Linked DNA regions of Mus musculus: regions 2, 3, 4 and 5 are each linked to region 1. A link is a contact called in public promoter capture Hi-C data. All regions are on one chromosome and are shown on one strand. Each heading gives the region's core, a stretch centred on a gene start, on an enhancer-like site or on the middle of the called end of the contact. The rest is flanking DNA. Distances are from core to core; before and after follow the strand shown. Region 1 holds the start of Adam17 (a disintegrin and metallopeptidase domain 17). Region 2 holds the start of Rock2 (Rho-associated coiled-coil containing protein kinase 2). Region 3 holds the start of Odc1 (ornithine decarboxylase, structural 1). Region 4 holds the start of Nol10 (nucleolar protein 10). Region 5 holds the start of Hpcal1 (hippocalcin-like 1).

Evidence for each region. Promoter capture Hi-C pulls out the DNA fragments that hold promoters and counts their contacts.
Region 2: a contact with region 1 is called in a promoter capture Hi-C map of the HPC-7 cell line. The contact joins the promoter of Rock2 here to the promoter of Adam17 in region 1.
Region 3: a promoter capture Hi-C map of second pharyngeal arch cranial neural crest shows a contact between it and region 1. The contact joins the promoter of Odc1 here to the promoter of Adam17 in region 1. A contact is called at or near these places in 5 of 39 promoter capture datasets (the HPC-7 cell line, cranial neural crest, frontonasal cranial neural crest and 2 more).
Region 4: a contact with region 1 is called in a promoter capture Hi-C map of pre-B cells. The contact joins the promoter of Nol10 here to the promoter of Adam17 in region 1. A contact is called at or near these places in 4 of 39 promoter capture datasets (the HPC-7 cell line, cranial neural crest, maxillary cranial neural crest and 1 more).
Region 5: a promoter capture Hi-C map of cranial neural crest shows a contact between it and region 1. The contact joins the promoter of Hpcal1 here to the promoter of Adam17 in region 1. A contact is called at or near these places in 4 of 39 promoter capture datasets (cranial neural crest, frontonasal cranial neural crest, maxillary cranial neural crest and 1 more).

The regions. Positions count from the first base shown.
Region 1 is chr12:21,371,076-21,376,545 of GRCm38.p6, forward strand. It overlaps Adam17 (a disintegrin and metallopeptidase domain 17), which reads right to left and starts at 2,557. Exons shown (of 19, transcript NM_009615.6): 1 at 2,261-2,557. The coding sequence starts at 2,357.
Region 2 is chr12:16,893,504-16,899,024 of GRCm38.p6, forward strand. Rock2 (Rho-associated coiled-coil containing protein kinase 2) reads left to right here and starts at 1,475. Exons shown (of 33, transcript NM_009072.2): 1 at 1,475-1,827. The coding sequence starts at 1,687.
Region 3 is chr12:17,541,507-17,547,674 of GRCm38.p6, forward strand. Odc1 (ornithine decarboxylase, structural 1) reads left to right here and starts at 3,367. Exons shown (of 12, transcript NM_013614.2): 1 at 3,367-3,662; 2 at 5,590-5,687; 3 at 5,777-5,894; 4 at 6,127-6,168. The coding sequence starts at 5,793. It overlaps Gm22748 (a small nucleolar RNA gene), which reads left to right and starts at 4,640; the gene lies at 4,640-4,775.
Region 4 is chr12:17,345,236-17,350,987 of GRCm38.p6, forward strand. Nol10 (nucleolar protein 10) reads left to right here and starts at 3,258. Exons shown (of 21, transcript NM_001008421.1): 1 at 3,258-3,384; 2 at 5,281-5,326. The coding sequence starts at 3,319. It overlaps Gm46336 (a long non-coding RNA gene), which reads right to left and starts at 3,167. Exons shown (of 2, transcript XR_001780553.2): 1 at 3,047-3,167.
Region 5 is chr12:17,686,818-17,692,367 of GRCm38.p6, forward strand. Hpcal1 (hippocalcin-like 1) reads left to right here and starts at 3,992. Exons shown (of 5, transcript NM_001361645.1): 1 at 3,992-4,229.

The DNA.
Region 1 (5,470 bases), core at 1,307-3,806:
AGAGGGGATTTCTTCAAGGTTCAGGATGTGGGTTTAAAAAAAAAATTCTTTAAAAATTTATAAAGAAAGAAAGAAGACAATCCATGCAAGCATTCTGGAGGGAAAGGCTGATCCATGAGTTCAAAGCCAGCCTGGTCTGCATAGAAAGTTCCAGGATAGCCAGGCCTATCAAGTCAGACTGTTTTAAAAATAAATATTTTTACCGGGCGTGGTGGCGCACGCCTGTAATCCCAGCACTTGGGAGGCAGAGGCAGGCGGATTTCTGAGTTCAAGGCCAGCCTGGTCTACAGAGTGAGTTCCAGGACAGCCAGGGCTAGACAGAGAAACCCTGTCTCGAAAAACCAAAAGAAAAATAAATAAATAAATAAATAAATATTTTTAAATTTTTATGATTTGTTTACATTGCTGAGAATCAGTCTAGAGATAATGTAGTTTTCCTCTACACTGGTATGACTCCCTAGGATTCATGTTTTTCTTCCTACTCCTGGTCAGGAGAATGGTAAGAAGGTGTGTCAGAACGGTGCAAAAAAAAAAAAATCACTTTACTGTCTCAAATGCAAGAGAATAAATTCTTTATAGCATCCTTAAAATGAAGTATGTCCTTATCTCTATCCATCCTGAAATTTCTTCCTTCAGATTCTATCAACTTAGATTTCAGCACTTTCTAACTAGCTCCTTTGCCGTTCTCTAAATTTGTCACATACATAACCATTTAAAATGCAAACACACAAGAAAGTTATTTGGATACAAACATAAAACACATTCAGTGTCTACTCCAGTCAACCACAACCCTGTTTAGTAAATAAGACGAAAACACAAGGTAAAAAAACCAACACAAGACTGGGAGTGATGGTGCAAGGTCTTTAATCCACCTCTTGGGTCAGAGGTAGATAGATCTCTATGAGTTCAAAACCAGCCTGGTCTGCATTGTGAGTTCCAGGCCAACTAGAGATACATAGTGAGACCCTGTCTCAAAACAGACATTTAAAAGAAAGGGGGGGGGGGGGAGGCGGGGCTGGAGAGATGGCTCAGCAGTTAAGAGCACCAACTGCTCTTCCAAAGGTCCTGAGTTCAATTCCCAGCAACCACATGGTGGTGGCTCACAACCATTTGTAATGCGATCTGATGCCCTCTTCTGGTGTGTCTGACAGCTACAGTGTACTCACATACATACATACATACATACATACATACATACATACATACATCTTAGAAAAAAAAACCCATAGGGTTTCAATCTGAATAATAAAATACTATAATGACATGATCGTAACTTCACACAATTGGGAACACGCTGTTTCACACTTTGTTATTGATTAGCTGAAATGCCTTAGATGGCAACATTTGCAAGCTAAAAGATTCTAAGACACTTGCTAAGTTCCCTATCATCAAAACTATTTGACACTTTGTTACTGATTAACTGAAATGTCTTAGCCACTTTTGCAAGCTAAAGGATCCTAGGATAGCGAGTAAATTGCCTATCGCCAATTTCAATTCAAAACTTCTAAAGCATGCCTTTCCTTAAAATCCAATCTCTAAAAAAATTAAAGTAGAAACCCTAAGTTTCTAGGCAATTTAAATGGGTTATCCCTGGTGATCTGTTAAAAATTGCAAGGAAAACATTCATCTTGACAAGCCAATTCAAGAATTGGCTTGGAAGTTTGAGCCTCGCTCTCTCAGCTAAGCACCTCTCCAACAAGACGGATGATCTCGAAATCCAATGCAAGATTCCAAATACAGTCGAAAAATGCAAATGAAACTACATCAGTCGCCACCTTCCAACCAGGTACTGCATTCAGTACCTCCTACATATAACTTCAAGTTAGCCTCTGAGAGCCAACAAGTGGTGGAGAGCTTTGGGACTGTCCTTTCTTCCCAGGGTCTTGCTTTCAGCAGAAACACCTAACACCTTAGATTCACTTGTTAGCAAGTAAAGGACCTCGACCAAATCTCACACTCCACAAACGAACCATCCATGTGCCAACACCTCTTTTCTAAATATTCCAGAAATAAACCTGGGAGAACTTGCCCGTCCCAGGCCCTCGGTCCCTATGGGAGACCCCTCCAGGATTTCCCTCCTCACTGAGAGACAAGCCCATCTCTTTTTCTCTCTCTAAACACCGAGAGCCACACCCCCCTTCCTTCACTTGAAAACTTCGGGACGCGCCACGGGAGCCCAATATCCCGCCCCTAGCACCCCGGCGCGTCCCTCCAATCACTCTGGGGTCAGATAAGTCAGTTTGCTCCCCGAACTCTTTACCAAGTCGCGGATGGGAGCCAGAGCCTGCTTCCTCCGGAGGTCGGGGTGCCAGGACGAAAGGCACCAAAGTGGTCAGGATGAGGAGACGCCGCCTCATGTTCCCGTCCACCACCTCTCTGGGAAACCTTCTCCGAAAGAGCGTTCGGGAAACTGCTCACATTGGGAGCGGAGGTGATCTTCCCAGCACGGCCCTGCAAACTTCTCCCTCCCGCGCCGCCTACAGGGAAGCTAGGCTCACGTCCCCGGAAGTGCAGGCGGCGCTCGCTGAGAGCGGCTTAACTCGTTTCCGGCCGCAGCCGGAGACCACCCCGCGGCCCACAGCCGGAAGAAGGGTGCCGTAGAGCATTGTGGGAGGCGTGGCTCGCCCCGCCCCGGCGCGGCGCCGGCAGAACGCCATCTTCTGGGCTCTGTTCCTTCCTGGTCCCTCTGGGGCCTGCTTGGCGCCTTCCTGGCCTTCAGCTGGCGGCGTCCTGACTCGACCCTCTCTCTCTCGCCTCTGTCCCCGGGTGACCGCGGGGAACGAAGGTGGGAGAGGATGGGCAGGTCCTTAGACAGGTGCGACCTTCTTCGTGATTAAAGTCCCCTTCAGCGTCTTTATTGAAGGGTCTGTGAAGTCTGGCGTGGGGTCAACTACCTGCCTATGGGATGGGGGCGTGAAGTCGGCCACAGTGCCCTGGAGATCCGCCCCACGCGGATCGGGTGTGCTGTTCGGCGACTTGCTGCGGGAGACTAGGTCTCTTGTCACTGAAAATGCTCAGGGGACTGTACATAGACTTATGCAAAGACATTTATTTGCTCCTTGGTTCCTTACTCTAGGCAGTCTCCTAGTGAACAGGAGCGACCATCTACCCCCTAACTCTTGTAGTTGGTTTCCCTACTCGACCCCTTGTGGTTTTGCGGTCTTTTTTTTTTTTTTTTTCCCTGTGTTATTGTTTGTGGTACTGAACATTAATAGCCCTGGTCAGATTTCAAGTCGTCTTCCAGAAAAAGATAAACTGATTTAAATTTGTTCGTTGTGGAATGTCTTGCAACATTTTCAACAGTTACTGACTTTGCACATTTTTTTGGGGGGCATGTTAGCTAAACTAGTCTGTACAACCGAGGTATAAACACTTTCACTAGGTACACATTCAAGGAATACCTAACCAAAAAAGAAAGTCACCCCCACAAATTAGATGCCAGCTTTTTTTTGTTTTGTTTTGTTTTGTTTTGTTTTGTTTTGTTTTTTTCGAGACAGGGTTTCTCTGTATAACCCTGGCTGTCTTGGAACTCACTCTGTAGGCCAGGCTGGCCTTGAACTCAGAAATCCGCCTGCCTCTGCCTCCCGAGTGCTGGGATTAAAGGCGTGCGCCACCACCGCCCGGTAGATGCCAGCTTTTTAATAATAGAAATGCTATGATATTTCTCTTGAGTGTCCAGGCTCCATGTCCCCAGGTTTGTAACTTTAGTTGACTGCAGATTATATTGTTTGTGTCGCCTAGCTTTTGTGCAGCTGAGCTATGTTTAGTAAATGCTATTTCAGTGGCACTCAGCCTTCCTAATGCTTTGGACCCTCTACTACAGTTCCTCATGTGTGGAGACCCTGAACCATAATTGTTTAATTGCAGCTTCATGACTATAATTTTGCTACGGCTATAAACGGTAATGTAAATAACTGCAGGGTACCTGATAATGGGACCCTGCACCCCCCAAAGGGATACTGACCCAAGGGGTTGAGTACCACTGTGCTAGGTTTTTGGTTTGTTGGGTTTTTTTTGGGGGGGGGAGGGGTGTCTGTTTTTGTTGGGTTTTTTGTTGTTGTTTTTCGAGACAGGATTTCTGTGTGTGGTCCTGGCTGTCCTGGAACTCACTCTGTAGACCAGGCTGGCTTCACTGTGCTAATTTTTAAAAAACTCCTGATCCACTTTATCATAACAAGTTTTCAGGATAAGTCCCAATTTTAAGTAGTCTTCAACATTCACAAGTCAGTATTCAAATTAAGATTCCAATTTGAAATTCATCTTTGATTTGACAATAGTCCATATCTTTAGGATAAAATAACTCCACCTGGGGGAGATGAAGAGCCAGAGGAACATCTCAGAGGGCCATGCTGGATAAAAGCCTGCAGGGCAGAACTGGCACCTACAGCTTGGTGGTGACCCATGCCTGCCATCCCAGCACTAGGAGGCTGACACAGAACAACAGCCAGGGCTATGTTAAATCAAGAGTCCCAAAACTGACAGTCGAAGCCTGACCCTCAAGGGTTTATTTTTGGGGGATTTGTCCTAGCAGGGGGAAAAGTGTGATGGGCTTTATGAGCTAGGCTCATTTTGTAACCCTGCCCAGGCCTTCCAGCTTCAGCCTCCCTGTCGCTAGGATGATGGCATGGGCCATCACACTTGGCTACAAGCCTTTATCTTAGTCTTTTGTTTTTGTTTTTTTAAGAGAAAAAAATCACCCCCATAATATCTACCCACTCACTGAGCCACCTTGAAGCCCTAACTGTCTCACCCTATCTGTCATAAAACCTTAATTTGGATGCTTTTTTCTGCTGCTGAATAAAGTTGATAAAGCTAGCCCTTCAAGAAATATGAATTCTCAAGTCTCAAAAAAAAAAATGCAGCTTTGTGGTGAGAATTTTAGTTTCTTTAAAAAACCAGTTAGGAGAATGTTTTGTTTTAATCCCAGGTGTGAGATAAGAGGCTGCTTCACAGCAGGTGATTAGGATTTGCCTCAGGCACTAGCAGGGGTGTGATCTTTGCCACCTGCAGATAATTTAATTCTGGGGACTGAGGTATAAATGGGAAAGTCCCCGAGAGGGCCTGTGGTGGCTTCTGCTTCCCATTGACTTTGTTACCGATTGTCAATTGTCCCTGATCGATCAGAGACAAGAGGAAACTGGAGATATCCTGACAACCAAGATTGGACAGCCCCAAGAAACTCAACGTTCCTACTGAGCAGGAAGTAGCCTATAGAGGTCTACACCCCCCCCCTTTGCCCTCTATCCTTCTCTCTCTTACCCAGGAAGTAGCCTACAGAGGTCTATACCCCCCCCTTTGCCCTCTATCCTTCTCTCTCTTACCTAGTGAGGGTAGGGGGTGGTTGGAAGGGATCAGGGTAGAATGAGGCTTGGAAGGGAGGTAGAGGTATAAGAACCCAATAAGACAGTTAAAAAACAAACAGCCGGGCGTGGTGGCACTCACCTTTAATCCCAGCACTTGGGAGGCAGAG
Region 2 (5,521 bases), core at 225-2,724, 4.5 Mb before region 1:
TCTAGCTTCCATAAGTACAAGTTTTCAAATTTAAAAATTCAATATGCTTTTTAGCATTTTTTTGTTGTTGTTTTCAAGACAAGTTTTCTCTGTGTAGCTCTGGTTGTCCTGGGACTCATTCTCTAGACTTAGGTTAGCCTCAAACCCTCCTGCCTCTGTCTCTCCCCAGAGCTGGCATTAAAGACCTATGAGGCCACCACCCTACTTGACATCTTTAGAAGTGGGGGGAAAATCCCATTCAGTTAGGAGCAAGTGTGTTCTCTCACTTGTTTAGCTGCTCATTTCAAAGTGTTCATAATCCCCTTTGCATTTTTTCACTTCCGGTAAATTTTCCCTAGTCTCAACCGGCTTGCAATACCCGTAGGATTCTTCCCGTGAATATGACAAGAGCTTGTTTGGATTATTCAGCTGCTGGAAGATTGGGTCCACTCCCAGGGTTTTGGTCATTGCGAACATTCTGAATAGCCCTGCTGTAAACATCTCCACGCAAAGTCCTCCTCTTTTCGGATCATTTCCTTACACTTGGACTTCCTTAAATGGCCTTACTGGGTCAAAGGGGCTCTGTGAACAGTTTTATAGCTCTTGGCACATAGTTTTCCGATTGCGCCCTGAGAGGATCTGACCAATGGCTAGGGGGCAAGGAGAGGGCAGGAATGCGGAGAAGCAGCCCCTCTCTTTCACTCTCCAAAAGCAAGGGCCCCGCGGATGCAGAAGCGCTTCCTTATTGCCTCCTGTTCCCTCCGCCTGGCCAGTGTCTAAGGTCTAAGGCCAGGCGGGCACCTTGGTCAGGGAAGGGCACAAAGGTTTCTGAGAGTTTAGGATTTATGACCCGGAGGCAGAAACAACTCCTCCAGGCCTCCCAGCTCCGGGACTCAACAGGATTCAAACGAGTCCCACACTCTTAGCGCGGGCTAGGGGCGCGGCCTCCCCGCCCCCTGGGAGCCCCAGGCGCAGGCCTCAGGCGCACCAGGCCTGGGAAGGGCGCTGACCCGGGGCGCAGCAGTTCGGCGCGGCTTGCATAGCTGCGCGCTGAGTCAGCGGGACACAGCGGGCGGGGGGCGCGGACGTCAACTAGGCCTCTGGGTCCGGCCGGCGACGTGGGACACACGACGGGGACCACGGGGCACCGCGCTGCCATCCGTCCCGCCTCCCAGTCCCGCGAACCGGCCCGACGAGGCAGGGAGACTAGCCAGGCGGCGGGAACGGAAAAGAAGCCTGGCTGCTCAGCCCGGTGGCGGGGCGTGGCCGGAGGCCAGGGGCGGGGCGTGCCGCGGGGCCGCGCCGGGGTGGGCGGGGCGGGGCCGGGCCGCGCGCAGCCGACCGCGGGCGGAGGGGCTTGTGGGTAGCGGCGGCGCGCGGCCGAGTAGGGACGCGGCTCCGACTGCGTGTGAGGGGAGCGGGCGTGTGGGCGCGCGAGGCGGCCGGCGGCGATATGCGGGTGGACGGGCGACGGCCCTAGCGGCCTGAGCCCCGAGGGCGGGGTGGTGCGGCGCGGGCGCCCCTTCCCCGCTCCCGCCCGCCGGGTCCTGGCGAGCTCGCTACGGGCCGGGCGGCGCGCGTGCGGCTGAGGGGCGGGGACGCCGTGTGCCTCGCTGCTCCCGGCCGGGCCGGGCGGCTCCTCAGACAGCGGCGCGCGGCGTGCCGGGGCGGAGGTTCCGCGGGCGGCGCTAGGCCCGGCGAAGCGGCATGAGCCGGCCCCCGCCGACGGGGAAAATGCCCGGCGCCCCCGAGACCGCGCCGGGGGACGGGGCGGGCGCCGGCCGTCAGAGGAAGCTGGAGGCGCTCATCCGAGACCCTCGCTCGCCCATCAACGTGGAGAGTCTGCTGGTAGGTGCGGGCTAGGGAGGGAACTCCCCGCCCTGCCTGGTCCCCCCTCGGCCCACCCGCCCCGCTTCCGGCTGCCCGGGGAGCTGGAGACCCAGGTTCCAGAGTGGAGACCCCACCTGGGATTCTCGGGTCCACCTCCCTGCCGAGCGAGTGTCATCTCGGCCGCCCCCGTTCTTGGAGCGCGCAGGGAGGAAACACCCCTGGTCTCCTTCCCGCCTACCCAGTTGGTTTGGGGCGGAAAGGTGGAGGATTGGCTGTGCTTCCTACACTGGGCTACCCAATTTGAAAGTGTCACGCAGTGTGGGAGCTAGGGTGAAAACCCAGGGAGAAAGAAACCCGACGCTCTTCCTATTGGGAGTACCACCGGGGGCACACGACAAAGAGCTCGTCAGGAAGCTGGGAACGCACAGCTAGCTCAAGTTTGCTGCTTTCAGTTGCTCTTGGACATTCCATAGTAGCTATTTAGTACATTTGAATTTATGTAAATTAAATTTCCGGAGATTGTTGCTCTGAAGCCAAGAAATGAGTCTGAATTGTAGAATGGGATAAATCTCTCCCCTTCATCTTGTCTTTCCCATAGCATTCAAAATCCAAATTAAGAGCCTTGGAAAAGGCAGCTAACTGGAGCTCGGTTAAGAAAAGAACACGATTTACAATAAATGCCATGTAGAATGCTGGTATACTTCTGGTCGTGTTGAGGGAAGCGATTATGCTTGGCAAACGAATTTGATTAGTGTGCACCTAGAGTTGCATTTATGGGAAAAAGTGGTGTGAACGTGTACCCTGAGGAGAAGTCGGAAAAAAAAAAGATACTCCGGCTATTAGCTTTGGAGGTCTAGACTTAGGGTGGGTGATCAGGCATTCTGTGCCAAAAAGCATGTCAGACCTGAGCTCTGCTAGGAGAAGCCTAGTGACTCTGTGATGAGAAAAACTGTCTCCTCCCTTTCCACTGACTAACTTTTCTTCTGAGGCCGTTGGTTATCCTTTGAGGTTTCTGGAATCATTTGCAGAGTGACTCAGTTCTGTTTGGCCACAGCGCAGGAACTGACTAGAGTGTGGGTATCGCTCTATAGGATGTGTAAATATAGAGATTTTGACTTTTGGGGGCGGGGGGAGTGTTTTTGTTTGGTAGTGGGTTCCTGTGTTCTTGTGGGACGTATTTTGGAAGTCTTCAGAGCAGGATTGCTTGGAGTTCATAGCCTTTTTGTAGATAAAGCAAAGCTTCTCTGGTGTCACTGCCAGGATTTTCACTTTGGTATTTTGCTAGCAAAACTTTGATCCTAGGCCAGAAAGTTCAGTTAAAAATAGTCTCTGTAAATCTCAAGTATTCACCAGGATCATTTTCAATCCCAGATAGAAATGTTTTTACATTTCACAGTCATCTCTTGTATTATTAGTGATGTTAATTATCATTATCAGGGTCATTTTGAGCTTGGAACCAAGTTGTTTATACCTGTGACATGACTATTTTGTTTTATTAAAATATTACCTAAATTATTACACGTGGCCAGTAACAGTTCCTTCATTGAGTGCTTCATACACCACATTTGTTAAGGTGACATATTACCCTTAGGAGGGTTGACATCAAATGCTGATTTGACCGCAGGCTTATTGCTGCTTTTAGTTGATTACATGTCATTGAGAATCAGGACAGGTGTTATTCTAGAGTGCAGCGTATGTTACTAAGCCAAAAAATGCCGTTTATTCCTTTAGAGTGAGGTTCCTGATGCCTCTGTTGCACATTCATAAAAGTTGAAAACATCATTAAAGTTGTAATAATATCCATGTTATGTAAATTTTATCATGAAGTTTTAGAATGAATTTTGTGCTGGGTGGTTTTATGTCAACTCTACACAAGCTAGAGTTATGGCATTTTCTTACTTAGTGATTGATTCGGGAGGGCTCAGCCCATTATGGGTGGTGCCATCCTTTCGCTAGTGGTCCTGGGTTCTTTAAGAAAACAGACTGAGCAAGCCATGGGAAGCAAGCCAGTAAGCAACACCCTTCCATTGCCTCAGTATCAGCTCCTACCTTCAGGTTTCTGCCCTGTTTGAGTTCCTGTCCTGACTTCCTTTGATGAGGAACTGTGTGGTATGGAACTGTAAACCAAATAAACCCTTTCCTCTCCAAATTGCCTTTGTCATGGTAAAATTTTAATTGTAGTAGTAGTATACATAAACCTTGCCATTTAAACTGTGTTGAAGTCCACAGTTGGGTGATGCTATGTGCATTCCCTGCTGTGCCAGTGATCACTGCTATGCATCCTCACAGCCTTTTCATTCTCCAGGTTGTAACTCTGTAGTCTTTACACTGATACTATTTTTAAAATTATGTTTCTAAAAATGCTCACAAAATAATAGCTGTTACCACTTTAAAGATTTGAAATCTTGCCATGAGCTTTTTTTCACAATTAAATCATTACTTTACTTAACATTACATTTCTTTTGGTTTTATTCTAGAAAACATACCTTTAATAATCTAATAAAAACAGCCTGAAATTTAGTTACTGTATTCAAAAGCTTAGAAAGCACCATTGGAAGTTGTGTATTGCTAAATATGGCAAGTGATGATGAAACATACCAGAATTTTCTATAAAACGTTTTCAGTAAGCTAGGCAAGCCATTCATAGGAAAAAAAGTTACATGAGATAGCATGTAAGGTTTTAGTCCAGTGTATGGCATATCTTTACACTCATTTTACGTCTCCTATGTGCATTTGACAAATTTTTTGCTAGCTTTATGTTTTCTTTGAGATGGGAAATGATTTTTGTTTTAGATATTATTACAGTTTTCAAGTGCATGCAATTATCATTTTGAGTTTGCTGTCATAAGTACTAATCATTGTCAAACATATATATGGCGCTGAATTTCAGGACTATCAGTGTACAAACTAAATTATCTTGTTTCTCTGCAGAGGCTATTTACTTTATTTGCCCTTAAAATACGCAATTCTTTTGAAATTGTAGATTGTGAGCTGCTTGGTATTATATAAAAATAGTTTTGAGAGATACTTCTGAAATTAAAAAACAAGCAACATCTATCTTGTGTGTTTGAGTGTGTGCATGTGCCCTGCCATGTGTAGAGGTTAGAGGACAACGGGTGGGAGTTGGTTCTCTCTTCTCATGTGGGTTCTAGAGGTCAAACTCAGGTCATGGGGGTTGTCAGGCTTGGTGACTTGTAAGTACCTGTATCTGCTGAGCCTCTTTTGAAGGTCAGTAATTTTGAAATATTTTAAAGGGAGGATCTTAAGTGATAACCTTTGGTAAGTTCCTGTGTTGTCAGAGATCCTTACATTGCTTGCCTGATGTGTTTTACTTAACTAACATGTATGCTGGAGAAATGTCTTAAGGTTTATGCCTTGGGATTTTATTTTGTTATTTTAAAGAGTATGTGGCTATAGTAACCTATATAGTACCTAGGCTTTTGTGAATGGATAAAGGTGATCAAACATTTATTTACAATTTCACTGGGCTGAGAAACAAAATACCAATTAAAAATTTAAATTTACATTTCTTTATTTGTGTGTGTTGGGTGGGGTGTTTTGTGTCATGGTACAGGTATGGAGGTCAGGGAACAGTTTACAGGAGCCAGTTCTCTCCTTCCACTGTGTGGATTCCAGTAATCAAACTAAGGCTGTCAGGCTTGGCAGCAGCTGCCTCTAACTGCTAAGCCATCTGCCTGGCCCCAGAAACACC
Region 3 (6,168 bases), core at 2,117-4,616, 3.8 Mb before region 1:
TTTCTCAGTGTGAGCAGTCCTGGCTGTACAAAGCCCAGCTTTGTAGACCAGGCCAGCCTTGAACCTGCCTCTGCCTCCCAAGCACTAGGATTGAAGGTGTGTGCTACCATGTCTGGCTAGTCTGTTCTTTTCCTAGAAGACAGATATGACTTTGGATACGGATTCCTCCTCCTCTCTTCCTCTTTTAAGAGTCTATCTTGAAGCCAGGTGTGATGGCCCATGCTTTCAATACCCGCTGAGGCATACTGAGGCATACTCTCTGTGAGTTCCAGGTAGCTTATCTATATAGCAGATTCCTGGCCAGCCACACATACAACAATGAGACCTTATCTAAAACAAACAAGCAAGCAAGCAAACAAACAAACAATGCTTCAGGCTGCACATTTTCGGATGGGTCACGACAGCTAATCTCATCCTTGGGGAAAAAAAGGAGTTGTTAGGAGGGGATGAACCAATGGATGAATGAAAGCCCTGTCTTGACTTTGCCAATACCAAGTAAATGGATTTGTATACAATTGCTGGTTATTCCTTTATGCGATGTAATTCTTTTCCCATAAGGGGCCCTCTTTACATTTGTAACTACCCCATGTACTTGGGAGGTGGAGGCAGTAGCCATTCAAGGCTCTGCTCTGCTACACAGGGACCTGAGCTCCATGAGATGCTGTCTTAAAAAATAAAGTTAGAGCTCTTAGAACTTGGCCCAACCATCACTACTTGTAGACACTGAGCTTGCACCTCCAAGGAGGGGCGTGAGATTCAGGATTTTACCATGGGCAAGTGCTGAGAGTCCCTAAGAAAGTCAGAGACAGCCCCAGAATATAAGACAGTAACTGAGAACACCGCTAATAGCAGCATCTACACTGGTTTCATCCATCCTTCGGTGCCTCTGCACAATCTAGCACAAACACCTCACTGCATGTCAGGATAACATTCTGGACATTGGCATTTTATAAGGTCTCATCGCTTTACTTTGGAGAGACAATGGCAATGGAACTTGGGGCCTCAAATTGCCCCTAGGGAGAAAGGGGCAAGCACTCTTGTGTTGAGTGGTAGCCTAGCCTTTGTTGATTTTCTCTTAAGGAAGATGGGTAGGGAAAGGGAGGAACCGGTGAAAATAATATCAGTAATGCCACTCGTTTGACTAAGCCTGGGTTTAGTCACCACTGGTCTGTCTTCTTGAATGCAGGTTAGTAGTTGAGTCTTATGACTCAAGCTCAGCTGCTTTCAGACCGGCTTTGGGGACCTCTCCATGCTGGAGCCTGTCTACCACCAGCTAGCAGGGCCACTACCCCAGGAAATGGGCCCCTCCTTCCCTACCTTCTGTCCCCACCCTGACAGTCAGCTGGATCATGTACAAGACACCACCTCCCGAGGGTTTGGGCAGGAATTGGAATGTGGGTGGGTTGGTGCCATACATACATAGGCAGTTGTGATAGAGCCAGAGTAGTTTATAATTTGGAATGGTCTCCTGGTCTTCCTGACCAAGACCTGCGCTCTTCTTCCCAGGTAAGGTTTCCAAAACTAAAACACTATGATTATCTCCCATCACAGAGATAAAGATGCTAATTGAACGCTTGGGGCTGTATGTTCTTTGACTGGTCAAAACAGCTAATCTGGTCCTTGGGGAAGAAAAGGGTTGTTAGGAGGGGATCCCATACCCTTCTCCTGCTCTGCATGGTACCTTGTGACTGCTCCAGGATTATATAAAACTAAGGAAGAGCAGGGTGCCCAAGAGAAGAGTGAAATGCCCATCCCATCGTTGTATGGACAGCTTGCTTGATGCTTTTGTGGCTCTTGTTTCTTTCTGCAGAAGCCATGATTCAGGGAGAAGTGAATCACTCGTTCTTTCATTCACTCATTCAACAAATATCTATGGACTATGACCCAGGCTTGGAAGTGTGTACTAAGGTTTTTCCTCCCAGGACTTTGTGGTTGTAAAAGACCCTTGGGTACATGAGACCAAGGCTTGCACAAAACTGCACAACAGTTTGGGAGTGGAGCTGGGTTGTGGATTTTCTCTAGGGACCTCTGGAGAAAAGCCAGTGGGGTTTGTTTGTTTGACTTTGTTTTGTGATAGGGTCTCACTATGTAGCCGTGGTTGGTCTGGAACTCTTTGTAGACTATACTGGTCTCAAACTTAAGAGATTTAGCTGGTCAGAGAAGGAACATACCTTTAATCCCAGCATTCTTGAGGCAGAGGCAGGTAGAGTTCCACTAAAGCCAGGGCTAAACTGAGAGGCCAGGTCTCAAAAACAAACCACCCAAACCAAACAAAAAACAAATAAACAAAAGCCTGCCTCTGCCTGAGTACTGGGATTAAAGGTGTGGGTCATCTGGCCCTGCTCAGGCCCTTGAAAAGCTTCAAGTTTTTTCCTTTGCTGTGATTCAAGTTAGTTTTTTGGTACTGCTATGGTATCTCAACGTCTGGGCTGGGAGAGGGGTTTTAACTGAGAATTAACAAACCATTAACATCGTATACATAGTATACATAGTAACAAATTGTAGTGTTCGTGTGTTTTTCCAATACTGAATATGTAAGTCAGTCCCACTTGTTCTTTAACAATGTAACTTTGGTGGATACAAATTTACTGCCCAGACTCTGTTCGCATTCAGGCTTCTCAAAGTTGTAGCTACCCTGAAAGACAGAATAAGAGAGACAGCTGGTGGCTGTCCACCACCTCTTACCTTGTCCCTAACACGCCTTTCAATACGACCCTTGCTTAGATAGAAGGCGTACTTAGCATGCAACTGATGCCTAACATCTAGTTGGAAGCCACCAACATAACACGGAGTGGCCGGGTCAGCCTCCGCGGGCTTGTCTCTCAGCAAGCTTTCAGGCTTAGGCATACAGGGTCGTGATGCAGGGTCAGTCTGCGCCACCAAGTCTAGTCTATGTGGCCGGCGCACAGCTCACGGCCCATCCATCCTCCGCTTGCATCTGCGATACGCCTGCCCCGCTAGGGAATACCACCCCCTGAATGGAAAGCCGAGGAAGAATTTTGCTAGTCTTCCAGGTCTGGGTTCAGCCGTTAGGACCTGGAGAGGGGGAAGAGATTGTGTGCCTAGGCGGAGAGGTAGGGGGCGAGAGACTGGCGACCAGGTACATGTGCGCATGCACCAGCCGACTCCCGCCCGCTGCCCATAGGGCCCTGCGGCATGCTGGCAGCCAGGACTGGTGATGTGGTGCGCGTGCGCAGGCCTGCCGCAGGGCGTGTCCGACACGAGGCCCGGCGGGGAGCGCGGGGCGTATGGGCGGGTGGGTGGGCACGCGCTGCGCCCCGCCCCACTGACGCGCCCGGCCCGCGTCCCCCGCCTCCGGCGCCGGGACCCGGGTTGGCCGCCACGGAGTCCCCGCCCCTCCCCCGCGCCTCCCGGCCGGAACCGATCGCGGCTGGTTTGAGCTGGTGCGTCTCCATGACGACGTGCTCGGCGTATAAGTAGCGGCGCGTCGCACCGTCGGGCTTTGTCAGTCCCTGCAGCCGCCACCGCCGGCCGCCCTCAGCCAGCAGCTCGGCGCCACCTCCGGTCGGCGTCTGCGGCGGGCTCGACGAGGCGGCTGACGGGGCGGCGGCGGCGGGCGGACGGACGGACGGACGGGCGCTCCTCGGGGTTTGGCGGCGGCGCCTCCATGGGTCAGGCCAGCCGGGCCACCGTGCTGTGAGGTGAGCGGGACGCGGGAGGGATGTGCGGCCACGTGTCGCGAGGCCCGGACTGCGGCCGCCGGCAGGGGACACGTGGCCCGGGACCGGTGACCTTGCGAGCCGCCGCCCTGAAGGCAGCTGCTCCTGGACCTCGGCTGCAAGCCCTCGGATCCCCCCATGGGAGCCCTCTTCGCGTCAGCCGGACTCAGCGCTCCACTTGCCCGGGTGATGATGGAGGGCAAGCCCGCGGCAGGTGCAGGGGAGCGCGGCCGCGAGCAGCGGTCCTGCAGTTAGTTTCCTGCTGCTTTCTTTAGTTTCACTACGTGTACAGAGCAGAGGCGATGACCCGGAGTGGAAGTTGGTAGACCAAATTTAGTCTGGGAGTCACTGCTAATGAATACCCACCAGCTGTGACTTGGAATTAGAACTCCTTGAATGACTTAGTGGTTTAGGGGAAAACGGGTTCCCGGCTGTCCCGGAAACCCTACTCAGAATCCTCAATAACTGGAAAAAGTGTGGGGGGCAGAGCCTGTCAGGAATGTCTGGGAGAGGACAAAGAATGTAGTGGTTTGTTTTATTCAAACCTAAGATCGGGCAGACTTTGACTGATTGGAATTCTTTTCTGTTTTAATTGGCTTATATCTTCCAGAGTTACCTTCTTGTGCTAATTGTCTGACACGATTTAGCTACTTCCCATACCAAAATGTGTTAGTAACATTTTTCTTTCAGATCTTATCTATTATATTATTTAGGCAAAGCTACAGAAAGGCAAAACAGTATCTCAAAGCTTTTCGTGTTTAAACCGGAAGGTTGCCTGGAAAATACTTAAGACCTAAAATTACAAAGTTACTGCCAAAGCCCATTCATCAGTTGTAAATGATATACAACGAGTTGGCTGGCTCTCTTCTCTAGTCTTAACTTAGGAGAGGTTTAGGCAGCTAACGGAAGTTGACATTGCCAAAAGTCTCGTTAAATTAAGGCTTAACATGTTTAACCATGCATGGATTTGGATTTATGGCAGGCTCTTCCCCGTGGGCCTCTCATAGTGTCCCATGCTAGAGCAAATTGTGGCTCCTAACCATTGCCCAGCCTCCGTGCCTGTAGGCTGCAGGCACTGAAGTGGGTCACACAACGGAAAAAAACGAGTTTTACTTGGCCACTTGCTGTTGTCCATTTCATAAGGCCCAGACAGAAGCTTTTATTAAGAGTGGTGACCTTGCTTATTTTTGTTAGTCATAAAGTTGACCAAAAATGCCTTCCATATGGTTATTATCCATAACTAAGTGGATATTAGAAGGCATTTGAGGACAGTCAGGATCCCAGAAGTGCTCATTTTGTTAGGCAATATAGGCTTTGGGATACTGGTGTCTCATAATAGTAACTAACAATATCCTGTTGATTTGAAGAGTTTGGGTTTTTGTTTTGTTTTGTTTTGTTTTGTTTTAATGCTAGTACTGCATGAAAGTTCCTTATGGAAAATTTTGATGGATTGTTCACTGAGTTTGAGTGCTCTAGATAGATGATAATGACTGTATTCACTTAAGATCATTCAGCATAACAAAGTGGGAAGGAATAAGATATTTTCAGGGCTGCATGTAGTTACTGTAATGCCATTTGAAGTTTCTGAAGACCTGGAACGGCTCAGAAATGAAGCCATGTAATACAGTAATATTGCCAGAGTTAATGGGCTGTATGCAGATATGCTTCTGAGACACATTCTGTTTTGGAGAGATGTCCCATATGTATAGAGTTGTGGCATTCAGTTTTGAACAGTGGAATCTGTTTGGGGAGGGTGGTGTCTATTCACCTAGGCCCTGGGATTCCCACCCACAGTTCTTCCTGTACTGGCTACTTTATTTCACCTGTTTACTCTGGTGTATGGTTGCAGCGTGTAACCTTTAATGGTAAGATTCCAAGGGAGATCACATCTTGTGTTTCTATTCACTAGTGTTTCCACCACTCCAAGAAGGCAGCATTCAGAGTTCTTGGCTAAGTCGACCTTGTGAGGAGCTGGTGATAATTTGATTCCATCTCCAGGTTCCCTGTGTAAGTATCGGTTTACTTGTGGATTTGTGCTGGAGCATTGCTACGACTTTGAGTGTGTTCCCGCTCACTTGCGGCTTCCCCTGTTTCAGAAGCACATCGAGAACCATGAGCAGCTTTACTAAGGACGAGTTTGACTGCCACATCCTTGATGAAGGCTTTACTGCTAAGGACATTCTGGACCAAAAAATCAATGAAGTCTCTTCCTCTGTAAGTACGGGAAGCCCACGGAAGGCCGCAACTCTGCTGAGAGCTCCTAGCACCATACATGAGCCTGTCTTGCCAGAGAATCTAGAATGTGACTGTGGACTGTCTAGTGGTTGGTCATGCCATGTCAGTGACTGCTAACAGGGATAGAATTTGATTAAGGAAGGGAAAAGGGTTTTCAGTGTGGCCAGCTGCTGGACAGCTAATGAGGTCCCTGAACCTGTTCTCATTCCAGGACGATAAGGATGCGTTCTATGTTGCGGACCTCGGAGACATT
Region 4 (5,752 bases), core at 2,008-4,507, 4.0 Mb before region 1:
ACTTGCCAGAGTTATCTCTCTCCTTCACTATATGGGTGCTGGGAATCAATATTAGATCACCAGGTTGGGTACAAGGGCTATTACTTGTTGAGCCCAGGCCCCAACTCTTAAGAGCCTATTCAGGTATCTGTTGATCAAGTTGGAGCTGTTATAATCCAATCACTTCTCAATATTATCATCAGCTGGGGATCAGTGTTCAACACATGAACAATTTTAGGGAGTATAACAGTTCATATTCAAACTATAGTGGGGGATGATAGGGTTAAGGGTGGAGTTCTTATAAATATGTTTTGTGGGTTTGTTGTTGTTTTGTTTGTTTTTAAGACAGGGTTTCTCTGAGTAGCCCTGGCTGTCCTGGAACTCGCTATGTAGACCAGGCTGGCCTCAAACTCATAGAGACCCGACTGCCACTGCCTCCCAAATGCTAGAATTAAAGGCGTGTGCCAACACTGCTAGGCTGTAACTGGAGTTCTTATAAAGTAGGTTTTAGGAAGCTCAAGGTCTTTTCTACCATGTGTCTTTCTTAGTAGTGAGAAAATGCCCATGAAGGAAGTCAGTCCTGACCAGAGCTGAGGGTACCCTGAACTTTGACTTACTTGCCTTCAGAATTCTGAGAATTTTCTGTTGTTTATAAGCTACCCAGTCTGAGGTGTTTTGTTACAGCAGCCAGAGTGACCAATGGTTTCATCTATCAACAAGTATTTACTGCGAGGGTCCTACACACCTGTATTGGCTCAGGCAGGGGCCATACCGATGTCACTGACTGAGGATGAGGGAGGTGCTCAGAGAACTACAATCCTTGATGCTAATCATAGGTTTGCTTCAAAGTACCCAATAATCCAAGGATGCTGAGGTCCCTAGCTGCCTAGTGAGGCTGGGCAACATATAGAGGCTCTAATATATTATTTAATATTTAGTGACAAATACATAAAAGTAGACCCATCCTAGGATGAATAAAGACTTGTAGGTTCTTTAAAAAGGACAATTTTTGGAGTTGGGAGAAATGGCTCAATGGTTAAGAGCATTTACTGCTCTTCCAGAGGACTCAACTTTGGTCCCCAGCACCCTGACAACCACCTGTAACTTCAGCTCCATGGGATCCAATGTCTTTAGATGTAGGTACCTGCACTTCTGTGCAAATACACACTCACACACACACTTTAAAATAATAAAAACAAAGTAAAATGAGTCCTATTAACTTCAAATGGACTGCCATCTTAAGGGAACTATAGTCCCCATAGAAAAAAGCCAACTTTAGAAACAACAGCCTTACATTTAGTTCAATACTATCAAAGTTGCAGGATATTTTAAATAATTGCAAACCAGTCAGAGAAAAAAACCCAAATCTGTTATTAATGACATTCATACAGAACAGAAAAATGAGCAATATATTTAACAGGTGAGTCTTGGTAAACAGGTAGAACTTGGGTATAAGGGCATGGGAGGTATTCTGAAGTCCAGCACAGCAAACCTTCAGATATGACACCAAATGCTCAAACATCTAGGTGCTACAGGAGACAGTACTGAGCTGAAACAAAATGGCCTAGGATCTTTAACCACATTAGAAACAGAACACATCAACAAACTGTCCAATGTTCTTGCTTTGATTTTTCTTTTAAAATGTTTATGTATTTATTTATTTGTCTATGGACATGAACATGCCACTGAGGGTATATGGAGGCTGGAGAATAATTGGCAGAAGTCTGTTCTCTACTTCTGTCATGTGGGTTCCAAGGACTCAGGTCATCAAGCATGGTGGCAAGCACCTTTACCTACTGAGCCTTCTGCCCAGGGTGGCCTTGAATTCACTATATAGGTATTATCTTCAACACCTCATCCTTTTGCCTTCTCTGAAGTGCTGAGACTGGATGCACACACCACCATGCCCAGCCTTTTTCATTCTTCCCTTTTTTAATACTACAGAGATGCCAAGGTTTAGATCTTCAATATGGGAACCAGAGGCAGAAACGGGCTACTCTACAGATTTAGCCAAGGTGACTATGAAGACAGCATTGAGCTAATAAAAAGTGCATGGTGGAACAGTGAATTAAGGAAGCTGGTTTTAGAAGTAGGCAGTCATGGTGCTGGCAGGCAATTGTGGTGATAAATAGATCACAACTAAGGTCTGGAGGCCAGAGAATTTTCTAGTTTTGAAGACACAAAATAACTTTTGATTGAGTTGAGATATTACACGCTAAGTTTTGGGATTCTAACCTCTTTATACATTTATTTATTTATTTATTTTTGTTGAGACTGTAATCCAGGCCTTGGTAATTCTCCAGTCTCAGTCTTTTAGACACTAGAATTTTAGGTGGGGGTCACTGTGCCTCGCTTGGGAATTGGCAATTCCTCAGTCTAATTTGGAATACGAGCACAAGAAGGTACTGTTTCAATCACCTAAGTCAAAAATTCTTGAGCACATCTATGGGTGATCCCAGAGGAAAGATCAGTCGTCCCAGAAAGGAGTGAAGCAGCTGTTTGAACTTTAAGGGGCTGACAGGGACCTGCAACTCAGCACAAGGTGGTCTGAGTGGTGTCTACATGGCACCATCTTAAGACCTGGGAGTCCGGGGACTGTGCCAACACTACTTGATAGAGAAACAGCACAGAAAAGTTCTGTAGCAGATCGCTCTGCTCAGAAAGAAAAGGCTTCCACCAGAGTACAAGCCTTTGCAAAGCCAGCAGGAACTAGTGAGCCATGGCCCAGGGGCAAATGAAGATGAAAGCACCCGACCGTAGTTGCCGAGAGGGCTTGAGTGGACCCTGACTATGAGAGCGTAAGTGCCTATCAAAGAGTCGACTGGAGCCAGGGTTTGATAGTGGTTTCACATGACTTTGGAGAAAGCATTACTTAACCATTCTCTCTTTCCCAGACTCGTCTTTTCATAATGTGTTTGGAAGAGGATATAGAGAAAGACTGGCGAGGGTCCTCTGCTGTTAGAAAGTCATCCCAAGGCCTCTGATGTGGACAACAGAACTTCCTAAAAATGGTAAGTGGTTATAACTGTCACATTCTAGTCTCAAACGATATCAGGTTCAAACTCACTTCCCCATCTCATGCTTTCTCGTACGATTTTTCTTTTCATTTTCGCTTTTTCCAACCCCAGAGCACATCTCCCCGGACCCGCTCTTGCCGCCTCTAGTGCCTCCGCCCTGGGGCAGCCTAGTGAGCGCGCACTTCCGGAGCCAGGAAGTGCGTCATCAGCTCGCGCCAGTTCCCGCACGTTGTGCCGGTTCGCCTCGGGTTTGGATGCTAGGGTATTCGGGTGGGCCGGCGTTCTGTGACTGCGTGCCGGGCTCCGGCTGCTCCGCGCTGCGATGCAGGTCTCCAGCCTCAACGAAGTGAAGATTTACAGCCTCAGCTGCGGCAAGTCTCTTCCCGAGGTGAGTTCTCGCCCCCTCGCCATCGCCCTGGGAGCGTGTATCTCTAACTTACCATCGGCTGACCGTGGTGGCTGGTTTTATGTCAACTTGACACAAGCTAGAGTTAACTGGAAGGAGGGAATCTCAATTGAGAAAATGCCCCCATAAGATCTAGCTGTAGGACACTTTCTTAATGATTGATGGGGAAGAGCTCAGCCCTTGGTGGTGCCGTTCCTGGGCTATGGCTCTGGGTTCTATAAGAAAGCAGGCCCAGCAAGCCAGTAAACAGTACTGCTCCATGGCTTTTGCATAAACACCTGCCTCCAGGTTCTTGCCCTGTTTGAGTTTCTTCAGTGATGGACCGTGATGTAGAAGTGTGGCTGAAATAAACTCTTTTCTCCCCAAGATGCGTTTGGTCATGGTATTTTATCACACTATAAAAACCCTAAGACAAGACCGTTGTTTTGCCTGCATTGGGTTCACGTGTAAGAACGTGCTAACTGTTTAGAAACTACTCTCACGTGCTTTAATTAAAAACCTTATTGCCTGAAAACAGTCAGAGCAATACAGTCACAGACTGCAGAGAGGAGGACTGTGGCTCACCCTTAGTCTGTTTAAAGTCTCATCCTGTTCCAAATGCAGACTGCCTTGGTGTATACTTAGGGTCTAGGGAGGTGAGTTCACATGTTTAGAGATTATTTTGCCATAACTAGTAAGAATAGTACATTGACTTTTCCCTTTTAGAAAGGATTTTTTTTTCTATTGGGGGCATTTAACCTCAAATTTATTGACGTTTTAAGCTGGACAAGTCTTGTTGCTAGTGTTGTTTGCCAGCATCCCTGGTCCATACCTACAAGATCCAATTGTGATGACAGACTAAAATGTAAAGACTTGCCATAAGCCATCTGGGAAGCAAAATTGTCCCGGTAGAGACCCAGCCACTCAGTGTCACGATAACTGACTAGTGCTTTGGTTGCTGTTCATTCAACTGTTGCCTGTAGAAGAAAATCAGCTTCCAGTGAATGTGCTGGTAAAAACCACTTCTTATCCAGGGTCGTCTATTAGGCCAGTCATAGGTCTGTTTCTATTCTTTGTAAGAAATACATTTGGCTGGCAAAGAGACACGTTTATAATCCCAGTGCTTAGGGCGCTGAGACAGGACATTTGTGAGCTTGTGTTCAGCCTGGGCGACAGAGCTTACATTGTGTGACTCTATCTTAACACAGGAATATGCACACACATTGGGTGCACTCACTCCATATAGAAATTAAAACCCATCATTTCAAGAGTTTGCATTATCTTAGCTTAGATGGATTAATTTTATGCTTTTATAATTCTTTGTAAAACAGATGCTTTAAAATTGTTTAGTATATGTAAATATATTTTTTAGAAAGTCCAGAATATGAGGGCTGGAGAGATGGCTCAGCACTTAGATTACTGACTACTCTTCCAGAGGTCCTGAGTTCAATTCCTAGCAAACACATGGTGGCTCGCAACGGTCTCTGATATGATCTGATGCTTCTGGTGTGTCTGAAGACAACAACAATGTACTCACATATATAAAATAAATTAGTCTTAAAAAAAAGCTGGGAAGTGGTTAAGAGCACTTTCTCTTCTTCCAGAGATCCTGAGTTCAATTCCCAGCAACCACATGGTGGGTGGAAATACTTTATTCTGGGATCTGATGCCCTCTTCTGGTATGCAGGCATACATGCAGACAGAGCACTTACATACATTAAAAAAAAAAAAAAAAAGTGAAAATCCAGAATATATGTTATCATGGAGTTAAGATTATAGAATAGTCCTACTTTTCATTTTATTATTTCCTGTAAGCATACATTTTCTCAAATGAACATTATTTTGCATGTGGAAGATAATTTAGGTGTGTTTTAAAGTGCACTGTCTGCTTTCTCGTAGTGGCTTTCTGACAGGAAGAAGAGAGCACTGCAGAAGAAGAATGTCGGTGAGTATGCAGGGTGCTCCAGCTTGTCATCTGCCTGTGGGCAGTGTCCTCAGTTCTCTGGCTCTCAGGCATGGGCTGTGGGAAATAAGCTTTTTGCCTTCTGTCTTTGGCATTGTTGGCCACTGTTCTCCTGGTGGTGTGATGTCCCCCTTCCGGTTAACAAGGTAGCCTCTCCCCCTCTTATGGATGGCAGCGAGGCTCCTGGGTTAGAGACACAAACTTCAGGATGCACGACATGGCAAGATGGCAGGAATTTCAGCATGTTTATCCCAGTTGTCCCTTGAGTCAGCATGGTTTGGATGAGGCCTGTACACAGTGGGTCTACGTTTCACAGAGGAGCCCAGAGGTGGGAAGCCCACTGTTTTGGTAGCAGGCAGAAAACAGGCCTGCCCTTCTATGACCTCCTTTGTCAAATTCCTCAATTGC
Region 5 (5,550 bases), core at 2,742-5,241, 3.7 Mb before region 1:
ATGATTCTGAGCTCAAACCCTAGAACCCACACGGTCAAATGGAAGAACAGACTTCTGCCAGCTGTCCTCTGACCTCCATACATGACTGCCATGGCACATGTATGATTCCCAACATAAACAAATAAATGTTTTTTTTAAAGGGAGCTGGAAACTTAAATTTTGGATCAGGGTTCAGTTGGGGTGCCTAGAGAATGCCCCAGACCTGTTAAAGGTGGGTAGTGGGTAAGAAGATATAAGAGAGGGTATTATTTATATCTCTCAGTCACCTCATGAGATTTTTGTCTTCTTGGAGTCCTAAAAGCCCTATTTCCTCATTCCTGGTGCCTCAGCATTCAAGGTGGGCTAGAGGGCCTCAAAAGATGCAAGGTGAGACCTTCTTAAAACCACGGGCAGGGTTCTGGGACCCTAGCCTCACGACCAAGCAGAGGTTAGGGAAAAGAACAAGGAGCATGCTTCATGTCTTCTGTTTACATTGCTGAGAAAAAATCTCTCCATACCAGTGCTGGAGAGATTGCTCAAGGGTTAACAGTACTGGCTGCTCCTGTGGAGGACCAGGGTTCACTTCCCAGCACCCAAGTAGCAGCTCACAACCAGCTGTATCTCCAGTGTCTGGGGACCCAGTGCACTTTTCTAGCTCACCTGGGTGAGCATTTTACACATGATGTGCATGCATATAAATGCAGATAAAACACCTATACTCATAAAATAGGAGGGATATTTGTTTAAAAGCCACATCCTAGATGACTCAAACAACTTTATGTGTACTGCTCACAGCTCCAGAGTTAGGGTGCCCAAGATCAAGGTCCTGGCAGGTTCAGAGTTGAGCTTCCTTGCTAGCTTTTGTCACCTTGCTGGGTCTCCACAAAGCACTTTCTTGGTGCCTGTGCATGCAGAGAGGGACTGATCTCTCCTTCTTTTCAAAGCCCACCACTCCTGTTTTCTAGGGCCTAGCTTTCTGATGCATTCAGCTTTAACTCTATCTTCAGACCATTTAGATCTAGAATGACCCCCAAAGGTCTATGTGCTAAATGCTTGGTCCCCAGATTGGTGTTATTGTGAGATGGTAGAGGCTTTAAGACCTAGGGCCGACTAGAGGTCTTTAAGTCACATTTGGGTACCCCTTAAGGGGATTGTGGGACCCTGGCCTCCCCTTCACTTTCCTTAATAGGCAGTTTGTTGCATCTCAGCTCCTATCGTGATAAGCTACTTGTCACAGATCCAGAGCCACTGGGCCCACCAGTCACAGAGCTACATCTAACCAGCTTTTTTTGTGTGTATAGGTTCTAAAATTTTTGTCTCCAAATTTGTAACACTAGGGGCCAGTACTCTAATGTCCGATGCAGGGACATATACCCAGTCCAGTCCACAGCAGCCAGCTGCTCTAGGCCAGTCTAGTTTGATCTCTTGGAGCTTGCAAGGTTCTGCCTCTGAATCACAGTGCCTGCATGAGCCACGAGCCACATACGTATTTCAAGAGAAGTCACGTACATAGTATGTCTCAGGGCAAAACAAAACAAAACAAAACAAAACAAAAAAAACCCAAACTGACAACAACAACAAAAAAACCACAAAAGGACTCTGTGATCGAAGATTGGTGATCTCCTTAGACCTGAGCCATCTAAGCGTGTGAGGGGGATCTAGTAACTTTGCTAGCTGGCAGAACACAATCACCCCCAAAGTCTTCCCTTCTTGGGCACCTCCTTGGGTGTCACTCTTGGTGCTGATAGGAAGTTCTCTGGCTATTTTCTCTGCCAGCTTCTGTGTTCAAGGGAAGGGTAGACAGCATCACCAGGATGGAGCCTCACCCATTACAATCCTGGCAGCCTACTCTGGAACTGCAAATAAAACATGATAGAAAATAAAGAGGCTGCAGAGTCAATAGCAAGGGACTATGGCCAGGAACCATGTTGATTTGAAAGTCTCCCAGGTATGATGTAGACTGAATTCCCCCTGCCCCCACCCCTTCTCTCTTTCTCTTTCTTTTTTCAAGACAGGGTCTCACTATGTAGCCTTGGCTGACCTGGAACTCACTATGTAGATCAGTGCTGGGATTAAAAGTGTGTGCTACTACACCCAGCTACCCTCAGGTTTCTTAAAGTACTAATAAGTAAGCTATTACTTAATTTAAATTTATATTTATGTGCTTACCCTGTGTGTATGTGTGTGTGCGCGCACGTGTGTGTGTGTGTGTGTGTGTGTGTATGTGTGTGTGTGTGTTCAGGCATCCAATAAAGCCATAACTCCCTGAGCCCCTTACAACCAAGTAGGTTCATATGACTAATTCTGGACCAAGAATGTGGGCAGAGATGACTCAGACTACTTCCAGGCCCAGCTCCTAAAAGACCTTCCTGAGGTACCATTTCTGCTATCTTAGTTTTGTTTGTTTGTTGTTGTTGTTGTTTAAATGAATGCTGAGAGCCAGTAGTGACCTGCAAAGACCTTAGGTTCTGCTGAGGTCACTAGATAGAAGCCAGAGGGTTTCTGGGTGTCTGAGTGAGGCCTCCCTCTTTTGTGTTGAATGAGAACAAATAGGAGACCACAGAACAAAGCAACCCGCCCTAGCTAACAGGATATCTGAAGGCTTCTGCCTCAGCCATCCACTTTCTGGGAACCTCCTACCTGTAACCCTAGATACCTGTGTGGTGCTGTGCTACAGAAAGGGGCAGACTGACCTCCCGTGGGGTCTTTACTGAGAAGGAAGCGATCATGGCCAGAGAGACCCAAAGGTTAGCCCTCGAAATCAGTCAGGTGGTGCGCTGTTAACTCTCACAGCTGTCATTCCCTTGAGCCCTCTGGGTTTAGTTTTGCCTTTCTGCACCAGAGGCAGGGAGGAGTGGAGAAGGCCCCAGAGCTCCACCTCCGAGCTGCTCTACTACAGGTACCCCTGGCAGCCTCCTGAATAGTAGGAGTTCACTCACATGTTTTTGTGGAGGAGGATTTGAAGGAGGGATTTGAGTTTTTCCCTAGAGACGCCAGAGAGACAGTTTCATCTCTGCACAACAGGCTCGCCCAGCTCCTCATATAAGCTGTTTCTGTGGTTACCTGTCTTCTGGGATATTTGCAGTGGGTGGGCATGGCAGGTGCGATCTGCCAGAGTATGCTGGGAGTCTGAAGGAAGCACCACTGGGACCCACAAGGCCAGATGTCCCTATTATGGGAGATGTCAACCAAGCCCCCGCCTCCTCACCAGGAAACTGAAACCACACTGAATGTCAGGGAGGCAAAGACCCCAAGAAGGATTCTGGATCTCCTCGTTGTCCAGTTTATTGGTGAGGAAACCGAGGCTGAGGGAATCCAAGGGTTTTCTTGGCAAGATGGCTGGATGAGTTAGCAGAAGTAATTACAGCTGGAACGTAGGTCTTCCACCTCCAGGCCAAGCTCTTCTCTTAAACCACGCGCAGGAAAGTGGGTGACAGATGCACACGGGACTGATGTGGAGAGGGAGGAGATCCTTGCAGGCATCCCAGATGGTCCTGGGGAGCCTAGGGCAACTCAAGCCTCTTTTCCACTTCCCTGGCCATTGGGACTGTACTTCCTTCCAAGTACGGCGGGGGCGGGGGCGGGGGCGGGGTGGGTGGGTGCTGGCGTAAGGCCGGCCCTTTTGGGCACCGCCTCTCGGCCTCTCCCCACCCGCAGGCCAGAGGCCAAGGGTTAGGGAGGTGGGGCCAGTGCTCGGCCCCTCCCCTGCTCTCCTTCCCCTTCCACCCCCCCAGAGTCTCCCCGTCCCGAGTCCCAGTGGCCTTAACACCCATCGTATCCTCTGCTGCGCTGAGAATCTGCGAGTGATCAGGGAGCTATATGGACCAGAGTGGGCGCACCGAGGGTCCAGCAGCGGGTGTGGCAAAGGGCGGGGGCGTGACCAGGCTGCGGCTGAGGCGGGGCTAAGACTGGGGGCGTGGTCGAAGCAGGAGGCGGGTCCGTTGGAAACTTGAGTGCCCGCCCTTGCGATGCGCCCCGCCCCGGCCTCCGCCTCCGGGTCCCGCCTTCTCTTCCCTTCCTTCCCGGGCTGGCGGCGGCTGCGGGTGGTGGACCTGCAGAGCGGCCGTCGCCCACACCTCGCTCTCTCCTGGGCCGGCGGATCCTTTTGTCTCTCCGAGCGGCGAAGGTCGCAGAGCAGGCGCGGCGGCTGCGGGAGCGCAAACGCCCGCTCTCTCGGTCACCTCCCCAGCCTCGGCCACCGCAGAACTTGGGCTCGAGAAGCCAGCGGACCGCGTCCAGCTCCAGAGCCGGTAGGAAAGGGGAAACTGCGGGACTGCGGGGTTGCATGGAGGGAGCGTGTGTGACCCGCTCGCTGCGACCCGGCTGTGAGTGAACGGGTGTGTGTGCGCCGGTACTGATGGTGCCTGTTTCTCTGCGTAGTGGGCTTGCAGCTGACCGCGGACGGTGGCGTGGCTCTAGAATGGCGTGTCCTCGTGGGGATCGTTGCGCTCGATGGGATGTGCACTTTTCAGACTACGTTTGTGGAATTGTGTGTCAGGGCACAGTTGCCGGTGGGGATGGGGACTAGTGCTGGCGGGGTCGAGGGGGGAGCCGCTGTGCGCAGAGTGGGGGTGGCGGGGTGGGCGTGGGCGGTCTGCCCGGGCAAGCTGAGCCCCCGGTTGGTGTCGCTCCGCGCAGTGCGTAGCTCAGGAACCTGAGGGTACGACTAGAATCCGATGGGCAAAGTGCCTGCCTGGTGGCAGCGGGCGTTGACACCCCTCACGGGGTGGGGTGGGGGCGGCAGGTCCACAAGGTTCACTTGGATAATTGTGAGCTTTGATGAGGGATGGGGACCCGCTTGGCTGTGTTCAGCTCTGGGACAGTGGGAAAGACCAACCCAGCCCTGGCCTCGCCGTGACCCGCCCTGAGACCTGAGCCTGACTGAGATGGGCCACCTTTTTGAGTCGCAGTTGGCGTCTGTATCAAGTGAGGGCGGCCCCTCAGGGGCTATCTTGACAGTGTGAGAACGTACTACACGTAGTTCTTGACCCAGAGTCTTGCGCACAGTAGGTGCTCTTCATTGGATTCTCATCTCTTTAAATCTTTTTCTGCCTTTATTGAGGATGACGCTCTCATTTCCTCCTATACGGTGGTTTGTGCCTCCTTCCTTGATCTAACTTCACAGCGAAAGCTTGGAGAGATTGAGAAAGTTTAGGCGGCTGGGTGCGTTGCCTTCTCTCCGCACCTTACTGGCTGCTTGACACGGCCTTCGGGTGTGCGGGGAGCTCGCAGCGTAGGGCGCTAGCCCGGAAGGCTCCTGCGCCCCGGCAGCGTTCCGGAAGGCTGCGACTACAGACTCGCGAGCCCTTTTGTTCAACAAGTGCTTGGAGGATGTCGATCTGGAATTAGAGTTGCGTTGAGAAAGTGGCCGGCTCTGTAGACTGGCAGTCTGGGGTTTCAGGAACCTTTCTTCCCGGCCTGGTCATTCAGGAAGCCACCCTCTATTCTAACCACTAACAAGTCCACCCAGAAGAGGGTGTTCGCCAGGACTCCAAATCCTGTTAGACACCCTCCACCCCCACCCCCAAGCCCCGCCTGCCTTGACTCCCATGCAGTCAGCCTGATACAGGA